2 separate regions of the Danio rerio genome follow, and region 2 is linked to region 1. The links are chromatin contacts, called in public Micro-C maps. All regions are on one chromosome and are shown on one strand. The core of a region is the stretch at or near the end of the contact, and the rest is flanking DNA. Distances in the headings are between cores, read along the strand shown. Region 1 has its middle 34 kb from the start of ptpn23b. Region 2 holds the start of aste1b (asteroid homolog 1b).

Region 1 (4,485 bases), core at 1,056-3,555:
GGTAGAACTTCAACTATCACTTTCTTTCCTCTGCTCAGACAGGCTGATGGCGCCAATGAACTGAATCTGATGCGCCAAAATTATAAATATTTTAAAATAGGCTCTATCCTTATAAATAAACTGCATTCTTGACTAAAAAAATCCTTAAAAGTACATTATGTTGTCCAACAGCAGCAATATTTGTGAACTGTAGTGTCATCTATTTGTCGCTGTATGTGGGCGGAGTAACACACAAGGGTGAAGGGTGAAAAGGCTATGTTTTGAAAAGATTAACCATCCCCTCTACTTCATACACAGCAATAGTAATGTATAAAGTCTGTTTACTTTATACATTTGATAAAATGTGATCAATTCATGCAAGTTGATTACAATTTCTAGAATGATGCACACGTCTTTTTAATGCTTATATTTGGCGTCAACAGTGAAAGTTTTGGCTGATATTTTTTTGCTACCATAAACCATTATAAATGTATTAGCTTTCTATTCATTTATTTTCTTTTTGGCTTAGTCCCTATTTTAATCTGGGGTCTCCACAGGGGAATGAACCGCCAACTTATCCAGCATATGTGTTACGCAGCGAATGCCTTTCCAGCTGCAACCCATCACAGGGAAACATCCATACACTCTAACTCACTACGAACAATTTCAATAGTATTTGGATGAAGCCTTTATGATGCAAGCTGAGACACAATGCACTCCATGAAGTGGGTGACGTCACCGTGACTGGTAGGGTTAGGGGTGGGGTAGCTGGAACGGCATCTGCTGCGCAAAACATTTGTCTTAATAGTTGGAAGTTCATTCTGCTGTGGCAACATCTGAAATAGAGACTAAGCCAAAAGAAAATAAATAAATACATTTTACAACAGAAAAAGGACAGTGAATATGACAGTAAAGATGAGCAAAAGAGAAGGGAGTGGGATTAGCAATGTCCATGAGAAAGGAATCAATCTCCGCTTTACGCATTGACTTCATTTTAACTGGTTCGCAATATGAAAACTTGGTAAATGCTTTTTGAACTAATTTCTGAATGCCAGACACTATTAGGGCAGAAATATAAATAGTAAGAAGAAAATCTTCAATAGGATTCCGTCACCGTTGGTGCTTGGACCTCTAATAAAGGTGAACAAATTCCTTATTGGTTTGTGAAGACATAAGAGTGAGTAAATGAATGAAATAACTGTTTTGGGGTAAACTCAACTTTTCAAGGTTAACAGATCATAAATGTTGAAGTTGTGTATGGCAGAAGATCTGTTTATTTGGATATGCGTCATGTGTGTTTGGTGCCATGTTTAATGTTGTATTTTGTCAAATAGCTCATTCTTATTCCCACATGCATTCACAGAAATGATGAAACCTGTAAACATTCAGGACAAACTTGATAACTATTATTATTAACAAGGTGCTTTTTGTGTGATTTTATTGTTAGATTAATACTTTCACTGAAAATAAAGAACTTTAGAATTGTTTAGATGTGACTTGTTTATCAGTTCCTTGGACAAAAGGCAATCCATTTATCCAATTAAAAATAAGCTCATTATTATCACTTTAGGTTGCTACTTTATGCACACTTTTATATCACACTGTATGCAAATTTGATTAAAAATTTGTCTTAATGTTGGCAAATTAAAAACTACATTGTATATTAAAATCTCTCAATGTTAATAATGTACATGTTACAAGTGATAGATTTACTGTAGCACCTAAACTACAACCATTCTCTACAAAACACTTCAGTGTGCAATTCTGCTCAAGCCAAAAGCATCTTACAAAGAAAAAGTAGGTCAGTTGCTCTCTCAGCGTTCACTCCATCAAAGCAAGTCAAAGAACTGCATGCACAGACTGCTGAAATAAAAGAGTAAAATTGCTCTTGAAATCACTACCAAGACAAAAATATTAGCAACAAGTACACTGAGCCTGTGTTCTGTGTTAGCCATTTTCATGTTTACATGCAGAGTGATTAATCGATACCGTGTTCAATAATAGATTCCAGGCAGTCACCATTACGCATGTCAACTATGTGACCTTATTCTAGACCCTAGCTGTTTCTCTGACCGGTTTATTAGTACAGTTTAAAGAGTATGTATGTTTTGAGAAAAAAAAAATATGTCTCTCCAAATAGGTTAGAGTGAATATGACAATATGAGCACCCAGTTTATTAAAAGCTGGATCTGTGTGTGGTTTTTTCTTTGTGCCTGAAGCTAACGAAGCTTACTGATTTCATCTAGACAGATCCAGTAGGCTATGAACACAGACACCCACTGACAAACTCTTAACCACACGAACACAAGCAGACAGTGCCATCATGTGGCCATGGTAAGTCAGTGGTGCTTTCAAAACTCTCTGAGCAAATTACACAAGCTGTTATTGGGGTGGTGGACCTTTTCAAAAGAAACACATCTGTATCTAAAAAGGGTCCAAACCAATCGGCAACCTCCCGCTCTCCCTCGTGGAGAAATGCGGAAGTAACTAAAACTACAATTCATCGAAATTCCCCTAGTCCTGGCTCCATATAGAGCAAATTTCTATTGACACCACTGTTAAAATGGCCAACTTTTAAAGCAGAAAAAAAGTGTTTATAGCTTGGTACAAAGAACGATTTTGGTTTAAATAGCTAATTGTACCCTTCATTACAACTGAGGGTGATTTTTATATATATATAACTCATCTGTTTAATTTATAAGTTATATTAAGTCTGCATAATTAAGCGTGTGGCCACTTGAGTGACAGCTAGGTCTCGCTGGTTGCTGTCACTTCACCTCAGCTTATTCCGGCTGATTAGCAGCTGAGCTCGGAATATACATCATATTTTTGTTTTGTTCTGTGACTTTACACAGTCAATTCCCTTTTGGAATTATTCTTGCAATTATCAGATGATATGGCATACTTAATTGTGCTTACAAACCATTGACGTGGCCTTTATTTCCCAGGTGAGTAAAATTATATACTTATATAGCTACATCTCTATAAATTAATTTGTTTTATTTAAAATCATTTATCATTTATGTTTTTCTTTACACCTTGAATGCACTCCAGAATCCGACAAATTGATTAGCTGTATAGGCTCTAAAACAGTCATCTGAAACATCATCAGGCATGTTTTGTGCCTGGATTTCTAAAATAGCCTTGCATTTACTAACACTATATTTAACTATATTATGTGTTTTAAAGTAATTTGCATTTCATAAGAACAATTCCTAGAGGCTCAGTGTTTTACAACAGTGTTTTTAAAAGTCTAAACACTTTATTGATATAGTGTACAACCAAGCACATGAGGTCAGAACACAAATAAGTCGCAGGTAATGAAGTATTGAGCATTTCTCCCAAAGAAAAGCCCATTTAAGCAAAATGCTAGCAGATTTCTGTAGCTCCACTCACGCTCCGCCTCTAGTTTAGTATCCTAGTCAGTGAAATGATGCGTGAACAAAATAGCGACAGTTAGCCATGCCTACTTGTAGCTTCTTTTGCGTTTTTCAGAAACCTATGGGCAGGGCCACATGGAATCTGGGGACGTTTTTGCTATCACTGCAGAGAATTTTGGTAAAAGTCTGCGGATTTCTGTGGAATTATTTTGGGAGTATCATAACTAAAACTTTAATATGTAAAATAAAAAATAATATCTGTTTAACATGTATTAAATGTTTAAAATCCAAATCCAATTAGATTCACTTTATTTGGTAAATAAAACAAGTTTGTCATATAATATATCTAGCAAAAGACAGAAAATATTACTGTACAAACATTTTCACATTAGCCAATAATATTACTGAAATTAATTAAAAAAAACTGAATAAACATAAATTTACACACATTTACTCAAGTAAATAAAAATAATTAATGATGAGCTAAAAATCTGTGAAAATATCTGCAGAATTCTGCGCGGGCAGATTCCGGTTGGGCCTACCTATGGATGACATAAGGGATACAATGTCCATATCTTTTACAGTCTATGATCCAAACAGATACATTAAATCAGAGGTGGTCTTGGAGGACCGTTATCCTGCATATTTTAGTTCTAACCCCAATGAAATTATGAATGAATTGAATGAATGAATTAAACCAGCTAATCAAGCTTTTTCTCGGTACACTAAAACTTCCAGGCTAGTTAAGAGTTAAACTATGCAGGACTCTGGCCCTCCAGAATCAAGTTTGGACACCACTGTTCTAGTATATCTAGTAAGACCTTGATTAGCTGGTTCAGGTGTGTTTGATTAGGGTTGGAGCTAAACTCTCCAGGAAATCGGCCCTCCAGGACCGAATTTAGACACCCCTGCATTAAAGGTACACGTTATGATAGAAGGTAGCCTATATACTGCTAATATACCTTTAAAGTATACCTTCAAAATTTACAATGCTAGCTCATTAAGATGACTTTCTCTGAAACCGTAAACAATTACTCCGTGCAAGTTAATCCACTCAAAATTAAAGTCTTCTTATTTGCTTCCGCAATTGTAGTGGTGGGCCTTCTGTTCGGAATGTCGTGCAAAA
Region 2 (4,485 bases), core at 1,235-3,734, 120 kb before region 1:
TGCATGCAGAAGCGGTTCACGGTGAAATGACGTGCAGGGATGTAGCGTTCTGCAGACTTACCGCTGACGTTATTCCACTGAAAAAATGAAAATGGTAGGTAGCCTCCTTTCAGGTCAAAAATGAAGAAGTCACTGTCATTGGTCAGAACGGGACATCCCCATTGTTTAGCAAGAGAGGCTATTTCAAAATCAGCTTCAGAAATGCATTGCACCAATGGCACGCCAAGCTCAAAAAGGACCTGTTTGAAGACTTCTCTTGCAAGTAGCGGGAGAATGTAACCATGAGATCCTCTGGAAAGAGAGTGAGCCTCTCGGATCTTGCTTTGGGTTCGTTCCTGCAGTGTCTTGAACTTCTTGTCTGTCTGATCCATTCCGCCATCCACCACCACGTAAGGCTGCACAGCACATTCTGAGAGTGCAGCAAAGAACTGTCGAACCAACACCGCAAACAAGTCGTAGTCTCCACCTCGTGCTTGATCCAATCCCGATTTGAAATACAATTGAAAATACAAACTACACCCATCTATTACAAGGCGGCAGTCTCGTAGTCTCATTTCTGTTAAAAACTGATGATTTCCTTCCACAAAACTTGTAAGTCCGTGAACCCCCATGATGCCACAGTAATGCTGTAAGAAAAAAAGACAAAAATGTCATCAATCATGAGGAATGCAAAACAATGCTTGTTTTTGAGGTAAATGTGCTACACCAACAGAAAGGGAAAGTTACATTTACAACATTCCTCATTGAATGCTTCAAGAAAGTCCTTACATCAGTAATGTTTTTTTAATTCAGCTAAAATAATAGGTTTTTATTATGTTACTTATTTCTTTTTTATCATACTATACTTATATTACTGGGGGCAGCACTGTGGCACGGTGGGTGGCACAATCGCCTCACAGCAAAAAGGTTGCTGGTTCGAGATTTATAAAGGGACTAGACGAAGCCGGAAAAAAATTAAAGATTGAATGACTTAAATTACTTGCATTTGTAGTAGTTTTATTTACCTTTCATCTATGATAATGTGGTTTCAAATGTTATTTCTCTTACCAGATAGAAAAAAATGTCTCTATGAGCAATTGTAATTTACTAAGCAGTTTTAAAAATGTGTACTTTTACTTTCCCTTAAGTACATTTTAGTGCTGTATTGGTACTTTTACTCCGCTACTTTCCTTCAACCTGCAGTCACTATTTTTTCTTGTCTATGGGGATAAGAAAACGCTCAACCTAAAATCAACAAAATATCAATGTCTAATGATGTTACAGCTTGACATTGTGAGGATGTTACCACTATGATGTCTATCATATGTTGGATTTTAGCTGCCATACCTGACGAATAATATGGCGTCAGTATTTGACGTCAATATGACATTGGTTTAAGATATTGGTTTGACAATGGATTTTGGTCACTTTCTAACACAAGCTAAAATCAACCAAATGTCAACGTCATTTGACGTTGTTATTTATACATTAAAAAATCATTGTCCTTAGATGCTAGCTAGACATTGAATTTTGGTCACCTGACATTACAACCTTCAGTTGAAGTTAGAATTATTAGCCTCGCTAAAAAAGCTGTACAGAAGTGTCTTGAGAAATATCAAGTAAAATATTGTTTACTGTCATCATGGCAAAGATAAAATAAATCAGTTACTAGAGATAAGTTATTAAAAATATTATGTTTACAAATGTGTTGGAAAAAAATCTTCTCTCCGTTAAACAGAAATTGGGGAAAAAAATAAACAGGGGAGCTAATAATTTTGACTTCAACTGTAAGTCTAACCCAATATTAGGGTCTTAGAACGTGTGCCTACTGAGTACTTTTGAAAGGTCTACTTTTTGCTCATAATTTGAGTATTATTTACAACAGATACTTATATACTACTAGGACTACATTTTGAAGAAGAAATTGTACTTTTACTTAAGTATGATTTTTCAGTACTCTTTCCACCACTTGATATACTTCAGTTAGAATTTCAAAGACTTCACTGACTGTCATTTTTTCTTCATTCCCCACTGTTGCAGAATGCAAACACAACGCTACTAACCTGAATTAAAATAACATAAGTATGGCAAAGATGGATAAGAAGAGTGGAAAAATCATTAAAATGTGCATAAAGTAAATAAATGTACAATTTACATTGTAAGACTATATTGTACTTTAGACCAATTCACATTGTAAGGCAAAGACACGTTGACACACAGATAGATGTACATGTATTTCACTGCAATTTACTAAAAAGTTTATACTATAAAACAATATATATCTTTCCAAATAGCATGTTTACTAAAATGTATTTTAAATAGCTATTTTTTCCGACATGTACAAATTTTATACATTGCTGCAATCCATTTTATAAAACAAGCACCAGTGCAACATTCACAGTTTCTTCTCTATTTAAAAAATATTAACAGCGTTTAGACAAATATCTCTTACTTGTTTATTCACCAGTGTGCAGATATCTTAAAGCACACCGTGCTTCCTGTACTGAGTCTGCCTCGCGTGTTTTTGGGTGTGACGGGTTTTTTCCAGCCCATCAGCGCCCTCTATGAAAACCGCCGCCAGCGACGAATACAAACAACTGAAAGAAAGATGGCGCTGTCGTCCCGCTGTGCAGTGTCAAAACAATTTCGATTAAAGGGATAGTTCACCCCCCAAAAGAATATTCTGTCATCATTTACTCAATCCCTTACCTGCTTTTTTAAATGTGAGATTCTTTCTTTTGTTAAAAACAAAAGATTATATTTTTTGAACAAGCTGGAAACCTGTAACCATCGACTTTCATAGTATTTTTTTTTTCTTAAAATAGAAGCAGAGATGGCAAAAGAACACACATCCTTTACTTAAAGTACAGATATTCACGTTTAAAACGACTCTGTTAAAAGTAGAAGTAGGCTACTGACAAGTAAAGAAGTACAACCTCAAAAATGTACAAAAGTAAACTAAATTGGCAGTAGTGTATAAGTGTGTGTGTGTGTAAATGTGAGTGTGTATGGGTGTTAACCAGTACTCGGTTGCAGCTGGAAGGGTATCCACTGTGAATAATATGCTGGAATAATTGGCGGTTCATTCTGCTGTGGCGACCTCTGATAAATCAGGGACAAAGCTAAAGGATATGAGTGAGAATAGGGAGGAACTAGTCCACACATCCTATTGATACATATAAAACTGACTCCAATTTTATGTTTGTTGCCAAATTTATGAAAGTAGCCAAGCAGCATCAAACTCTGCAAAATAGCCTAACAACATTGCTTAAAAACGCGGCCCTTGTATGATCACCCTAACGCAAACTCCCTGCATTTAGAATTTAGTTTTCTGCTGTTAGATCAAAAGCATCAGCTGCCATTCACGTTGATACACAAAAAATAATTCTGTAGACCTGTACTATGTTTATAAATGTCTTACATTTAACACTGAATTCTGTCTAAAATATAATGAATTTTTTTTCTTTTGCTAAAATAAATTCTTATCAAATTTGACTGCAAACTTTTTTTTTGCATTAGGCTAAAGCTGCTTATTTCTTCAAAGAGCAGCTCTAATATACACCCAGAAATAAAGGAAATAAACTGCAACGAGTAAATTTTTTCTAAAGTGTTTGATTGTTTAATTAATAAATGCACAAATCTTTACAAAAAACCACAAGGACAAAAGGCTTAAACATTTAAACGGCATGTTTTTGAACTGGAATGTGTCTCTCTTGTTTACCTGTGATCCAATCGAGCAAAAGGTGTCTAGACCCACGCAGAATCTGCGCGCGCAGAATTCCGCAGACTTTCTGCAGAATTCCCCAGATTTCTAGGCCATTATTTATTCTGTTTATTTACTTGAGTAAATCTAGGTTCATTCAGTTTTTAAATTAACTACAGTAATATTATTGACTAATATGTAAATGTTCATCTGATTTATGTACAATGCAGTTTGTAAAATAATATTTTCTTTCTTTTAGTAGAGATATTATATGAAACTTACTTTGTTTACTAAATAAAGTGACTATAATTGAATTTGCATTTTAAACATTAAAATATATTATTTTAATATATTATTACAATATTTTAATATATTATTACAGTTAAAATGTATTATTTTTTATTTCACATATTAATGTTTTAGGTTTGATACTCCCAAAATAATTCCACAGAAATTCACAGATTTTTACTAAAATTCTCTGCAGAAATAGCAAAAAATGTCCGCAGATTCCGTCTGGCCCTACTTTTTATTCTCTAAACAGGGCAGCATCAATCATGTTAAATTCGTTGACTTTGTCTCTCACATCTGCGTAGTTATTGAGCCTTTCTCATAATAATCTTCATAAACTAGCCCACATACGGTGCGTGATAGCTGTGCACTGTAGCACGCAGACGCACAATGCTTGCATCAAAAAGGCGCTCATATTATTGCGCAATGATAGGAAATAATATAGATCGCGCCACCAAACACATGAAAACGAAAGTAACGACAGTGGTTATACAAATATAAGGAGTAGAAAGTAT

Evidence for each region. Hi-C and Micro-C count contacts between places; a contact is called where the count stands out from the background.
Region 2: a contact with region 1 is called in a Micro-C map of caudal fin, with 5 times the contacts expected there. The contact joins the promoter of aste1b here to the enhancer-like site in region 1. A contact is called at or near these places in 2 of 18 Hi-C or Micro-C datasets (caudal fin and embryo).

Annotation. Positions count from the first base shown.
Region 1 is chr19:21,531,156-21,535,640 of GRCz12tu, reverse strand. It overlaps a transcript of ptpn23b not described here and a transcript of cspg5b not described here. Among named protein-coding and RNA genes, the nearest start is that of ptpn23b, 34 kb to the right of the region's middle. Within about 2 kb of position 2,305, at least 3 of the 62 cell types and tissues checked have an H3K27ac peak or open chromatin away from gene starts, as enhancers often do.
Region 2 is chr19:21,655,965-21,660,449 of GRCz12tu, reverse strand. It overlaps aste1b (asteroid homolog 1b), which reads right to left and starts at 2,484. Exons shown (of 4, transcript XM_073931643.1): 1 at 2,432-2,484; 2 at 1-626. The coding sequence starts at 611.